Linked DNA regions of Mus musculus: regions 1 and 3 are each linked to region 2. The links are chromatin contacts, called in public HiCAR-type maps. All regions are on one chromosome and are shown on one strand. Each heading gives the region's core, a stretch centred on a gene start, on an enhancer-like site or on the middle of the called end of the contact. The rest is flanking DNA. Distances are from core to core; before and after follow the strand shown. Region 1 holds the start of Klhdc2 (kelch domain containing 2). Region 2 holds the start of Mdga2 (MAM domain containing glycosylphosphatidylinositol anchor 2). Region 3 holds the start of Mis18bp1 (MIS18 binding protein 1).

Region 1 (4,675 bases), core at 246-2,745, 2.1 Mb after region 2:
AAACATGGGTGCTTCCTTCTACAAACTAACTTTACCTTCATCATTTGAGATTAAAGTGTGTGCTAAGGGTGTGTCTGTATTCCAATCAGAGTAGCCATGTTGCTGGATAAAAATCCTTCTACAATGGCCCAGGACTATTTGTAACTATTGATAGTCTCATGGAGTGACAGAAGTCTAGTCTCTTGAGGACAAGGGACAGCAGTGGCTCTGTGGTGTAGATTACCTTCATCTGGCTTCTGTGGCAAGATTCTCTGGGATGCTAACTGTTCTTGTTAACTGAAGTGTATCCGTCCAGAACATGGGTTTTGTGCTTAAAAGCTCACTCTGAGAAAGGCTCGTTGCTACACTGGGATCCCAAACTAATAAAGACTTTCTATTGCCTTAAGTTCATGTCTGAGCTGTCCTCTCTAGTGGCTATCCCCACAACACCATCAAATTTTTCTTGCAAACAATAATCACGAGGCAGTAAAATGTGTCCAAGTGCAGCTCATCTGGAATAAGGCTGATCTGTGGAGGAATATCCACTTGCATGCTCCTGACCCCTAGGGCAAGGTGATTTCCACTGTTGGACGATCAGTTGCTCACCACAAACCTCAGCTTAGTGCAAATTGGTCATTCACATTACAGCAGATTTGCAGTGTGAGAGGTTGTGGCCAACAGTGAGAGATGTCTTCTACCCGCCAAACATGAAACTGATGCTAGATTTTCTTCTCCAGTGTCATCCAGCACGAAGTGGCTGGTGGAAACGCTGCCAATCTCTTTTTGACAGTATACACCCTGGGCAGCAGCAGGAAGGCCATTTCTCTCTCTGACTGTCTCTTGCAATGGCAGTGAGGAAGGCCCCCCTCAGCACAGCACCAAGGGCACTGGACATCTCTTGCATGGCAAAATTGCCCCAGGGAGACCTGGATGAATCTGGTCAAGAAACAGAATCTGCCTGGTGGAGCACACCTTTTATCCCAGCGCTTTAATCTCAAACCCCAGACCCTTAACTCTTGTGTTTCAGCAAGTACATCTCCAGCAACTGGTGAGAGTTTCAAAGAGAAAAGCTTTTTTTGGTCGTTTTTGTTAAGTGTGTATTTTGCTCAGTATATATTTAGCAGTCCCAAAACGAAGAGAGGGAGAAAGAAAAAAAAAAAAGACAAGATGAGCAGCACGGAGAGCCACCATTTAAATGAGGAGCCTGAAGTGTTTTCCAGACCAGCCTTATTTTATGGGCGAGGAATTGGGTTTAAATAATTCGTAATTTTCATTTGGCCTCTTAGAAGCCCAGATTGTGAGTCTGGGATTCGCATTCTTTCCCCAAGGGTGGGTTGTTATGGTTTAGGAACTATCCAGGCCAGAGCACCCTGAGGCGGGAGGACGGATGTTGGGAGGACTCAGATGCCCAAGGGCCCGACTGGGAGGACTACACAGCAGTAGGACAGCACTGCGGTGGGACCGGACGACGGGAGGCTCAGCAGCGCAGGGGGCGAGAGCGCTTCCGGAGCGTGGGGACAGTGTCCGCTGCGGACGACTTCCGGCGGCGGCATAAACAAGGCCCCGGCGGCCGGAGGCGGGGCGGGCTGCGAGTGCGAGCCCCGTCGGCCGCTCTCCCGCTCTGAGCCAGGACCCGGCCGCGGCGCGGTCCCCGCGAGACCCGCAGCCGCTGTCGGCGCGCGCCCCAGCGCTCGTCCCGGAGGCGGAGGCGTAGCGCAGGACAGGCGGGTCGTCAGCGCTGGCTGCGCGCCGCGGTCCACCGCTCCGCTTTCCTTTGTCTCCCGTCTGCGGGGCCGGAGCGGTCTCGGTGGCCAGCGGTGCAGCCTCAAGATGGCTGATGGCAACGAGGATGCTCGAGCGGAGGATCTGCCGGGCCCGGCCTTCGAGAACTACGAGGCCATGGAGCTGGCCTGCCCGGCTGAACGCAGCGGCCACGTCGCTGTCAGCGATGGGCGCCACATGTTCGTCTGGGGCGGCTACAAGGTCAGTAGGGCGGAGTGGGCACGATCGCCGCCGCGGCTCTTGCTCATTCAGGAGAGCATCTTCCCGCCCTGCCCTGGTGGATTCGGGGATCCTGGGCTATTGTCACCGCTCTCTTGAACTTATGAGTCAGCCTATCCCACGCACCCCCTACGCATTGTCTTTGGAGTGAGCGGAGCGAGGTTCTGTTATTGTGGGTCGCGTAGCGGGTGACTGTGGCCCGAGGTACGGAAAAGGGTGGGGGCGAGGGTGTGTGAGAATCACTCATATACCTTTGGGCCCGGTCGCCCGGAGCTGGGGCCATTTAGCCGACAGACACTATATTCAACAATATTGTCACTGTGTGAACCAAGGCCACAGGAATCGCTTGCTCAACCTCCCCGAAGGTGTAACGGTGTCATCAACACCTGTGCAGATGCCCCCACCTATCTATTGTTTGAACGCAGGGCCATTTTTCTTAACTGGTCTCAGCTGAGAAAGGATTGCTCCTCAGTAGGCCTTACTGCGGATTTTAAAGGAAAAAATAGCCAGTGAATCCCCAGCAGCGTATGTAATTGGAGTGCAGGCCTTTGGACTTTGTGACCAAGTATCTTTTTAGTCATTTGCATTGTTTTATACCGCGAGCTGGGGAATACTGCTCAGTTACCTCCTTAAACCGCTGCTCACTGGTTCTTCTGTACTGGTTTTAGAATTCCATGATACACTCACTCTAGTTCTTGGATTTCATGTGGTGCACACTCATTTGAGCCATTTGACCTAAAACTATTTTAGTGTTAAAATGACGCCCCCCCACCCCCCTTGGGAAGTCCAGTTCTCTGCGCCTGTGGTTTGCTTAAGGACTCTAATAGCTTATAGTACTGACGACCTGATCATAGGTGGCCATTTTGAGACAACTGTCCCATACCTTGTCGGTTTAACCATTAGTTATTTTGCCAGCGTGAATTAATGCATTCTGTTGTCCCTGGCTTCCAGGAATCAGGTATTTAGAGGTCGATGTCGAGAATTCTAGAGATTAGAGAGCAGGTGTGTAGTGACTATAGTAGAGAGCAGGTGTGTAGTGACTATTATTTATTTATTTATTTATTTATTTATTTATTTTTGGTTTTTTGAGACAGGGTTTCTCTGTGTAGCCCTGGCTGTCCTGGAACTCACTCTGTAGACCAGGCTGGCCTTGAACTCAGAAATCTGCCTGCCTCTGCCTCCCCAGTGCTGGGACTAAAGGCGTGCGCCCCCATGCCAGCTGTGTAGTGACTATTATTAAAACATAAATTCCAGGGGTGGAGAGGTGACTCAGTGGTTACCAGCATTGGCCACATTTCTGGGTTGGACTCTTAACACCCCCATGGCCACTCACAACTGTAATTCCAGTCCCAGGGGATCTCATGTCCCTCCTTTGGCCTTTCTGGGCACTGCACCCCAGGGATGCACAGACAGGCATGCCGGCAAAACTAATCAACTTCAATAAACCTTTTCAAAATATAAATGTCCTTTGAGGAAGGTAGACCTGTTGGTCAATCACACTTTGGTCTAACGTATGTTACTCATAATTCTGTTTGTGAACACTAGCATTGAGCCACTGTCATGGAGTTTGGCCTTGGACTCTTTCCAGATCTGGCTGTTCCCACCACCCAAGTGTTGACATGGGCATGAGACCCTTCTGAAGGGCATGGAGAAATGGTCAGAGTGGAAAGTTCCTCTCTTTCTTTCTTAAGATTTATTTATGTATATGAGCACACTGTAGCTGTCTTCAGACACAGAAGAGGGGGCACCAGATCTCATTACAGATGGTTGTGAGCCACCATGTGGTTGCTGGGATTTGAACTCAGGACCTCTGGAAGAGCAGTCAGTGCTCATAACCACTGAGCCATCTCTGCAGCCTGTGGGCATTTTCTGATGGTTAGTTTATAAGGTCCTTCCAGCAGGGAGAGGAGGAGAGCTTCATGGCTAGCTGCTCCATTACCGAACCATTAGTAGTCACTCATTTTCAGTGAAGGCCAGTTTTTATCCCTGTGAGATAGTGGCCAGGGAGGAGGCAGGGATGAAATAAGGCAGTGTGCACAGGAAAGGGGGACTCCTGGGCTCGCCACTGCTTGCTGAGTAGCCTGAGGCAAATCTTGTAATAACTCGTTGTTAGGATTAAATAAGGGAATTTGAGGCCCTATGGTAAACCTGGTCTTTGTTAGAGTTAACATCTGAAGGGTTGAAGACCGGAACAAGGACACAGCTGACCGAAGACTCAGGATTTGCACAAGCAGTTTTGCCCTCAGAATGAGTGGATGAACCGGAAGCTTGGCTCGAGCAGCCTGTTAGCGTGGGTGGGGCTGCGAGTCCTCCAAAGTCAGGTGACTGAGAGCAGGGCCACGGTCTGTTCAGGAGCCGGCTGGACAGCAGCTCGCAACAGTGCGGGTGACTCCTGTGGGGGAGGAGTGGGGTTAAATGACCCTTGCTCGGGGCTGCCTAAGACCATTGGAAAACAGTTATTTACATTACACAACAGTAATAAACATACTGTTCTCATAACAGTAGCAAAATACAGTTACAAAGTAGCAACAAAAATAATTTTATGGTTGAGGGTCACCACAACTTGCGGAACTGTATTAAAAGGCGTGGCATTAGGAAGGCTGAGTGCCACTAACTCCCCAGGGGGCCCTTGTACTATTTGCAAGGATTGTAACAAAAGTTGGACTGCAGATGTGTCTGCATTAAGATTTTTTTG
Region 2 (4,431 bases), core at 1,572-4,071:
TCTTTGCCCCGGGGCAGTTACTGAGCTAGCCCACATTGAGTTGAAAGCCAGGCAGCAGTGTGAGTTTTCTACACCTTTTACAAGCACATGAGGGTGTGTGCTATGGGAGAGTCTTGGACCGCTCTATCCTCTAAACCAACCCCTTTTAACAATATCCATGCAATATATCTTGAGGACACAAAAAGTTCCTTTTCTTTTCGAGCATGATCAACTTGTCCCAGAAGATAAGGATATCACAAGTCACTATACTCAGCCAATGAGAACATGTGTTAGAGAAGGAGAGAGGGAGTAGAGGAGAGATGGAGAGAGAGAGAGAGAGAGAGAGAGAGAGAGAGAGAGAGAGAGACTTCAGTGACTAAACACAAGAGTGCCAACTGCTGACAGGCGAAGGAACCTGGATGTGTTTGGGAGCACTTCAAAGCCTCCCAATTAATAAGCTCCCCCTTCCTAGGTCTCAAGCATGCGGGATCATGGGCTCTCTGTGAAGAGCTGAGATTTTGTTCTGTTTGTAAAGAGTGGTGTCCTGCCCTGGAGGAGAGACGAACGGACTTCTTCAGTTCATTCATGCATTTGCTCATCCATTCACACAAACATGTCCCTTAATTATGTCTGGCACTGAGAATCTTGCCTGCTATTTCCCCTCCCCAAGTCAGCGCTCATGGCAACGGCTGGTGCAGAATACAACTCAACTGTCACCCCACTTCCTGAGCCAGAAAATCAAGTCCTGTAGACATTCACAGAAAGGAGGAAAAAGACTTTTTATATTTAAAAAAAAAGAGAGAGATTAAAGGTGGAAAGGAAGAGATCGCCTGCAGGGAGAGGGGCCTCATAGGAATTAAGGAGTAAAAGAAAGGGTGAAAGGGACTCAGGCGGTCACATTCCAAGCTTCCCTTCAGGGGAAACCGCGGAAGTGACACCGCGCCAAGCCATTATTGAATCCAAGACTGCAAGAGCCCATGTTTCCCCGCGGGGATAAATCAAGTGCAAAGCCACTCGTTCCTCTGAGTGCGATGCTGTTGGCCCGACCCAACTCAGAGCCCCAGTGGAAGAGCCGGGGGAGCCGCTCGCAGCCCAATCCGCAGCGCGCTCGCAGCCTCCTTTCAGCTCCCAATAACGTGATGAAGTGTAAATCAAATGCCACGCCAGGAGGGGCCCCGGAACGGCGCGAGTCGTGTATCTTAGCTCAGCAGCCTATCTTGCCTAGGAATCACAAGGTCACGATAGCGTCGCGATTCCACTCACCGTACACTCCTTGGCCAGAGATTCCCTCCAGGAGGACTGTCAGCAGCCACACGAGACCGTACACTAAATCCATCTTCACGTGAACATGAACATATCCAGCCCAAGGGGGACGCAGTGGGACCTTCTGGAGGCCAGCGGCCAGCAAGGCGCGCTCCACTTGTGCCCGGGCCGAGTCGAGGTGCCCGGGAACTGCTAGCAATGGGAGGAAGCACTGTCCGTCTGTCCTTCCCTGGCGGCGGCCGTGAGCGGAGCGCTGGAGCCCCACACACCCCACACTCATGCACACACACACACACACACACACACACACACACACACACACACACACGCACACACACGCTCACACACACGCTCACACACACACACACACACACACGCACAAGCACACACGTATAAGCACACACACGCGGGAACACACTCCCACTACACAATACCCCAATACATGCACTCACACACAAGCCGCACTCACACCGGGCGCCTGGGAAAATCGCAGACGCCGGGGAGGAGCAGGGGGCGGTGATGGGAAGCAGAGCTGTGAGGACAAGTGTTCTTCAGGGAAGCGGCTCCGGGCTCCGGGCGCGGGCAAGCGGCAGGAGCGGGCAGGAGCCCTGGGGGCGCCGCGCGACGCGAACCGCGCTGGACAGCCAGGGAGCAGGAAGTGGCCTCTGACCCGGGCACGAAGCGGGGCTCCCTCGCCCGGGTTCGCCTTTACAAAGTAACTCGCGAAGGTCCCCAGAGGAGCGTCAAGCGGCGGCAGCGGCTCGCCCGCCCGCAGTCCGGAGCCCCCAGCCCTGCTGTCTTGCCTTCCCCCATTCCATCAGTTGCCATTGCAACGCCAATCCTGTTACACGACAGAGACTCGCATCGCCGAGCGGGGAGAGGAAGAGGAGGAGGAGGAAGAGGAGGAGTGGGAAACGGGGGATGGGGAGGAGGGAGCGGAGGAGGAGAGAGGAGGGCGAAAGGGTCCAAGCGGGAGCGGAGCGCCCGTCTGGAGCTCGCCAGGCACCAGCCTCAGCCGCTGCCGCCACCGCCACGGCTCTTCCAAACAGCCTTGAGCGCCCCGCCAGCAAAGAGGGTGCTCCTGGAGGCAGCACCAATCTCCGGAGCCAAAAGCAGAGTCCGAGCACCACCACTTGCAGGAGAGGGAGGATGCCGAGCGCAGAGCAGATCCGCACACCGTCCACGCGTGCCCACCCGTACCGCGAGTCCTCTTCGCTTCCGCGCCGCCCCCGCCAGGTGGAGGGGGTGGGGGCGGTGGAGACTGGCGGGAGTTTAGACCCGGGAGCCGCAGAAGGGCTTTCCCCACCCGGGCTAACGGAGTGCTGGCATCCGGAGCGGAACAGAGAAGCGGCCGCCTGCTGAGGGCACCCCGGCTGCGCGGCCGCCTTGCGGGCCGCAGTTGCGGCAGAGATGCCCAAGCTGGGCAGAGGAGCGTCCGGGGCCCTACGCTTGCTCGGGATCCCTGGATTGACGCTGGGGGTTGCGCACCGCGGAGGCGATAGGAAGGAGGAGGAGGAGGAAGAAGAGGAGGAGGATGGAGAAGCGGCGGACGCGGAGCGCAGGCGGCCAGGCTGCCGGGGAGGAAGGCTGTGTGTGGTCACGTTGTGCGCTACGTGCTGAGAGCGCGAGGCTGCTAGCCGCAGCCCGGCGACGTCAAAACCGAGTGCAGGGCTCGGGCGCCTTCCCCTGAGCCTCCTCTGCCTCCCGGGCTCTGCTCACCAGGGTAGGCACTGGTGCTCATCAGCTTGGACAGCAGTGATGGGCTCAGAGGGGTAGCAGCACCCAGCCTCTCTTCCACCCCGCCGAGGCCATCCCTGGTTCTTCCCTAGCTCCGCGGGGGCGAGGGCTGGTAATTCATTTCCGATGCCTCCGCTGGCGTTTGCACGCGGAAGGGAAGGGCTGGCTACGTCCTCAGACACGCGGTAATTACAGGACACCTTTATCCCCTTTCTGCCGTCCAAGGTCTTCCAGGAACTGTTCTGCTTGGCTAGAGGGCAGAGCAGGCCAAGTCATTGGAAGCTGCCTCAGTCTTCTCCATCCCTGTCATGTTTCCGTGGAAATGTGGTCATCATAACAGAGGAAGGGTGTTGGGGGGAAGGAAGGAAGACCACCAGGAGTTCAGGAAGAGTCGGTTTTATATATAATACCTCCTAAAGTTAAATGCTTGGAAAAGCCCCTCTCACATGAAAGACAGGGTTCCTTGAAACAGGGTCAGTTCTGAGGAGCTTAAAATTCTCCCTACTACAAAATGGTCAGAATGAGAAAGCATCTTTAATTTACACTAGAACAGGTGTAAAACTAATAAACTAAAACATAATGGGGAATATCCCACACAGTCTGAGTTACTCTAGTGTGTTTCTTTTTCAAATTAGGTTTTACTGTCTAGATCCACTTAGCCAAAATATGGTAAGTGAGTGAAATGGTTAGACGCGTTTATACATGTGAGAAAGTTATTTTCAGGGAAATGTAGAGCACGGTATTCATTTATTTGTCTCCATAATACACTGGCATAATACACTGCCATTGTGGGTATAAAGAACATCTCCACTAAACTAAATATAGGCTTTTCTTCTCCTATGAAACACTATATAGGGAACTTACAGAATGAATTAGCTGGCTTATTTAGCCAATATATTAATTTCTTCTTGAAATTTAATATTCTTCTGGCTACATTGACTAAACAGGCGTGATTTTGTAGTCATACCTTAGCACTGGCTACTTCAGGCCTCCAGGTGGTGAGCCTGAGCCAAGCCTGAAAGACAGGCAGGGGGTGTCTTAGCAGACAGAAGGTACTAAGACAGAGCCATGGCCCCAGAATTTAAGGGATTAGCCAATTAGAGAGACTTCCTGCAGAAGTAGTGTGATTCACATCTTACATCACTGGGATTTTTCTTTATACTTATGTACAGAATATGTGTTATAGGGGATTTAACAATTTAAACAATCCTCCATGACATTGCTAATATGATCCATTCAACAGTATTCTGGCTTTAGCGTGTAAAATTGTGGTCACTATCATTTGTGATGTCAGCTCACATAAACTTTGAGATTATCCCCTGACAACTTGAATCATTTTAGGTACCTGTTGGACTTGTATTAACTACAGTTTCAGCTGATTAAATAGTCATTTAATATTTACTAATTCCTTCTCTATTCTCAAATGTTTTAACCTAAATAGAATGATGCCAG
Region 3 (4,535 bases), core at 947-3,446, 2.0 Mb before region 2:
CCAATCTGTATCAACAGACCAGAAATGTTAAGGACAGATAAAAGCTGAACTGAGGCACAAGGCCCATAGACCCAGTTATTTGGAAAGCAAGAGAATCGTAAGTTCAAGGCCTCCAAGATGGCTACAGAGCAAAGTCACTACAGATCCTGCTTCAAAAGAAAAGGTAAACATGAGGTTACAGCCAGTGGCCAATACTTGTTGCCTGCCTAGACTGGAAGACCCTAGGTTCAAACATGCATAATGAGAAGGAGGAGGGGTGGGGGAAGGAGGAGGAGGAGCAGCAGCAGCAGCAGCAGCAGCAGCAGCAGCAGCAGCAGCAGCGCACCTCACCTCCATATGTCAATAGTCACATAGCTTAATAGTCATTTGGTGTAACTTGAAATCATGATAGTTAAAGAACTAGGTTTCAGAAGCAAGCCACCAGAGGCCATCCAGAAGCTCAGATAGGAGCCTAGCCCAGACAGGGCCAGTGTGCTAATGAACTAACCCCAAGATGGTGTTGATATGGAAGTAAACCAATCTCAAGCTGTGGGCCCTAAGAGTACAACGCTAACACCACTACCTCCCCCCCCCCCCTAATAAATTCTGAAACTTTGAGAATGGTGTCTCTAGCCAGTGACAAGAAGACTTGAGACATTGGCCTCAGTGACTAAGGAACTTCAGGTACTGTTGCCAAGCCCACACAGGACCAAGTCAATGTCCTGCTCTTAAGTGTCTCCTGGGACCTCCAGCGATGCAATATTCCACCCAGCCTGCCACAGCTGAAGGATTTTCACAGCAAATGTGGGTTCAGCCCTCAGCTTCCAAAGCATCATTGCCAGAAGACTCCCCAGTAGAACCCTGCTGCAGCACTTCTACCCAAGCACTGTTACACGCTTGGTGAAATGTATGTGTAAATTTTCTACTAGCATGATATCATGAGGAATGCTTGTGTGGATAAACCAGGCATATTCAAAAGACAAATCCTGCAGGAGATTTAAATAGTAGAGCACCTTACCACCTACCAGCTCCTGCTTCTCCTAGTGACAATTCATTTATAAATCTCAATTCGATGTACTCAACAACAAAAACAATAAGAACATTAAAAACTGCAGAAGGATTAAATGGCAAAACAGACTTGATAGCCACATTTTAAAAAACCCACATCACATGCTTATGAGCATAAGCACGTTAAGAAACCCATAAAACAACAACAACAAACCATACATACTGGCAACATTACACGGATTCAGCAGGTTATAGCTAGGAATATATATGTGTGTGTGTACATATTTGCAACTGTTATTGGTGAAAATGAACCACTGAATTTGAAAGAGAGTAGGGAGGTTTGTAAGGGAGGGTTTGGAGGGAGGAAGGGGGGAGGAGAATCTAAGTAAATTATAATCTCTAAAATAAACAACAACAAATGCGCCTGACTGTACAGTGTTATACTTTAAGGATAGGATGAAGGAACCTTCTGTTTTTCTTTTTTATTATTAGATATTTTCTTCATTTACATTTCAAATGCTATCCCCAATACCCCCCCCAAACCCACCCACTCCTGCTTCCTGGCCCTGGCATTCCCTCATAATGAGGCATATAATCTTCGCAAGACCAAGGGCCTCTCCTCCCATTGGTGGCCTTGTACAAGGCCATCTTCTGCTACATATGCAGCTAGAGTCAAGAGCTCTGGGGTACTGGTTAGTTCATATTATTGTTCCACCTATAGGGTTGCAGACCCCTTCAGCTCCTTGGGTACTTTCTCTAGCTCCTTCATTGGGGGCCCTGTGTTCCATGGAACTTCCTGTTTTCCAAACAAAATCTCTAACATCTACAGATGCCTGCAACAAGCATGGTATTCAATCCTAAGAACGCATAAGCGGCTGCCTCTAGGAATGCTGGGTCCGGAGACAAAGAGTTGGGCATTCCCACGCTACTCCTCACGGAGACTTCGGATTTTAGAACAAATCTCGGGCGCTAGGGCAGCAATGTTAACGAGCGAACAGAGCAGAAGTTAGACGCCCGAGAAGAGTCAGGCGGGGACCCGGCCGATCGGTCCGCGAGGCTGAGCGAGCAGAGGACCTACCTTGGTGAGGACAGCAGCTCGAGGCCGTGGTTACCCAGGGCTCGCAGCGCCTCAGACCCACGGAGGCCCGGGCAAGGGCTCCACGCGTGTCCGCAGACTGAAACTCCGCTCGCCTTCCTCGTCCACTTCCCCAGCACGGACAAATAGCGCTGGATTTCAAATCCCGAGAGCCCGCCCCCCGGTGCCTGCGATTGGCCCGCGCAGAGGTTGCGACACGGCGCGTCTTCCGGAACTCCAGGAAACAGGAGCACAGCCCAGAGCGGCCCGAGGCTGTGAGAGCGGAAAGCGTCCGACCGAAGCCCCTCGGTTGCTCGTGGAGTTTGTTTCTCTCCACAAGGCGGGCCCCCGGGAGCGCCTCGCCACTCCTCCCGTGATGCTCCGCGGGGAGAAAACCCCACGACGGTTGACGCCCAGCGGCGCTTACCGAGGCGCGATTTACTAAATTTGACCCTTGCGGGCCACACTTGTTAGTTCTAGGCTGCGCTTTCTCAGTGTAGTCCGTTTCTGAGGAGAAAAACTGCTTTAGAGAGTTTGAAAGAATTTTTCTTTCAGTTTGCTGTTTAGATTTTCTTCGGGCCAGGAAAAAAAAAAAAAAAAAGTTGCTCCCAAGTAGTAGACTGAACTGGCTCTTCCAGAGGTCCTGAGTTAAATTCCCAGCAACCACATGGTGGCTCACAACCATCTGTAATGGGATCGGATGCCCCCTTCTGGTGTGTCTGAAGACAGCTACAGTGTTCTTTATAATAAATCTTTGGGCCGGAGGGTGGCGCACGCCTTTAATCCCAGCACAGAGGCAGAGGCAGGCGGATTTCTGAGTTCGAGGCCAGCCTGGTCTACAAAGTGAGCTCCAGGACTATACAGAGAAACCGTCTCCAAAACAAAACAAACAAAAAAATTCAATTCCCAACAACCACATGAAGGCTCAACCTTGTACACAACCATATCTGTACAACTATAGTGTACTCAATATACATAAAATAAATAAATTAATCTTTAAAAAAAAAATCTAAGGACCATAGTAGAATTTCTTTTCTCAGTGAATGTCGGTTGCAGTGCGTTTTGTGGCACTGGTTCCTGAAGTCTGTTTTGCCACTTGATAGTACATGCCTGTTATCCTAAGACTGGGAGGTTGAGGCAAGAGGATGGAGAATCAATCGGAGGGCAGCCTGTAGTATGTGTTGGGGCTCTGAAAGGAACTGCTTCCCCTACAGATGTGTTATATCTCTTCCTCAGCTGCCAGGGAAGGTATCCACAAAGCTGGCATAGCAGTTCTGCTCCAGCGGTTGAGACACAACACACCTCACACAGGAGAGTGGTTGCCTTTAGAAGAAGCAGGGACCTGAGCTTGATTGAGGCAGGGATATTATATTGGAATTCTTGGCGGGGGACCCCGAGGGTGGAGACCGAGGGACTCTGTTTCTTAACCTTAGTCTTGGGCTTGCGATCAAGTAAAGGTCAAGGTGGTTTTTCTCTTAGCCCTGGTCTTAGGGTCAAGTCAGGAGCATGGTGTTTTTCATTTGCCCTTTGACCATACCTCTATTGACTCACAATCCCAACAGGGGGCCTGGGAATGCGGTGGGGGGTGGGGGTGGGGATCATGAATTTAACATTAAGAATGGAAGTGGGCTAAGTGGATAATGTAGCTCTGCTCTCAGCTAGTCCAAAGGCTTAGGTAGTAGATTAAAATTTTAAATCTATCTTGGGTCACAGAATGAGTTTGAGGCCAGCAGGGATGACCTAACGAGATCCAGTCTCAAAACCTAAAGAGTGCTAGGGTGTGGTTTCATGGCAGATTACTTACTATGCACAAGGCTCTAGGTCCTTGTCCTAGGGAAAAGAAATTTAAGTGACTTTTTTCAGATTTCTGAATCATAAGTCAACCAACTATTCTAAGTTAGAAGCAAGTGAGAGGAGAGGAAAGCATCAGGGAGGGAGAAAATGCCCTTGCAGGGCCATGAGAAAATGACTGAGTGTGGATCTGAATTAAATTTGGGAGTAAAGGTGGTCAAATTCCAGGCTAAATAATACAATCTCATAAGTACTATAAGTATAAAATGTACCAACTTGGTGTCAGGTCCAAAGCCCCCCCCCCCCCCAAATACCAGTGCTGGTAATGTTTTCCTAAATAGGACATTGACCATCATATAAAATCTTACTTTTCTGTCCTTTTGTTCTTCCTTCTGTCTGCCCCACCTCCAAAGAAATAGCCTTTGCAATTTGATCCCCATTAACTCTTAGGCCCTTGGAGTGGTCTAGTCTAGTGTTTTCACTGTGCCGTTGCTTATATTCAGATCCTCCAAGAAACTGATGCTGTGAAAGATTAAACATGGGGAAGAATTGAGACTAGTGAACCTTCAGATCTCCGTGCAGATCTGACCTTTGTAAAAAGAAACGTTAAAGGGAGCTCAATTAGACAGGGGAAGCACAGGTCTGTTGTTTCAGCGGTATGAAGGATAAAATGGTTGAGCAG

The links. HiCAR-type assays count read pairs that join an accessible place to other places.
Region 1: a HiCAR-type map of astrocytes shows a contact between it and region 2, with 5 times the contacts expected there. The contact joins the promoter of Klhdc2 here to the promoter of Mdga2 in region 2. A contact is called at or near these places in 1 of 39 promoter capture datasets (hippocampal neurons) and 1 of 115 datasets of contacts at active chromatin or transcription factors (astrocytes).
Region 3: a HiCAR-type map of astrocytes shows a contact between it and region 2, with 6 times the contacts expected there. The contact joins the promoter of Mis18bp1 here to the promoter of Mdga2 in region 2. A contact is called at or near these places in 1 of 39 promoter capture datasets (hippocampal neurons), 1 of 484 Hi-C or Micro-C datasets (cortical neurons) and 3 of 115 datasets of contacts at active chromatin or transcription factors (astrocytes, forebrain and stem cell-derived neural progenitor cells).

The regions. Positions count from the first base shown.
Region 1 is chr12:69,295,186-69,299,860 of GRCm38.p6, forward strand. Klhdc2 (kelch domain containing 2) reads left to right here and starts at 1,496. Exons shown (of 13, transcript NM_027117.3): 1 at 1,496-1,962. The coding sequence starts at 1,810.
Region 2 is chr12:67,219,728-67,224,158 of GRCm38.p6, forward strand. It overlaps Mdga2 (MAM domain containing glycosylphosphatidylinositol anchor 2), which reads right to left and starts at 2,822. Exons shown (of 17, transcript NM_001193266.1): 1 at 1,243-2,822. The coding sequence starts at 1,315.
Region 3 is chr12:65,170,384-65,174,918 of GRCm38.p6, forward strand. Mis18bp1 (MIS18 binding protein 1) reads right to left here and starts at 2,197. Exons shown (of 14, transcript NM_172578.2): 1 at 2,066-2,197.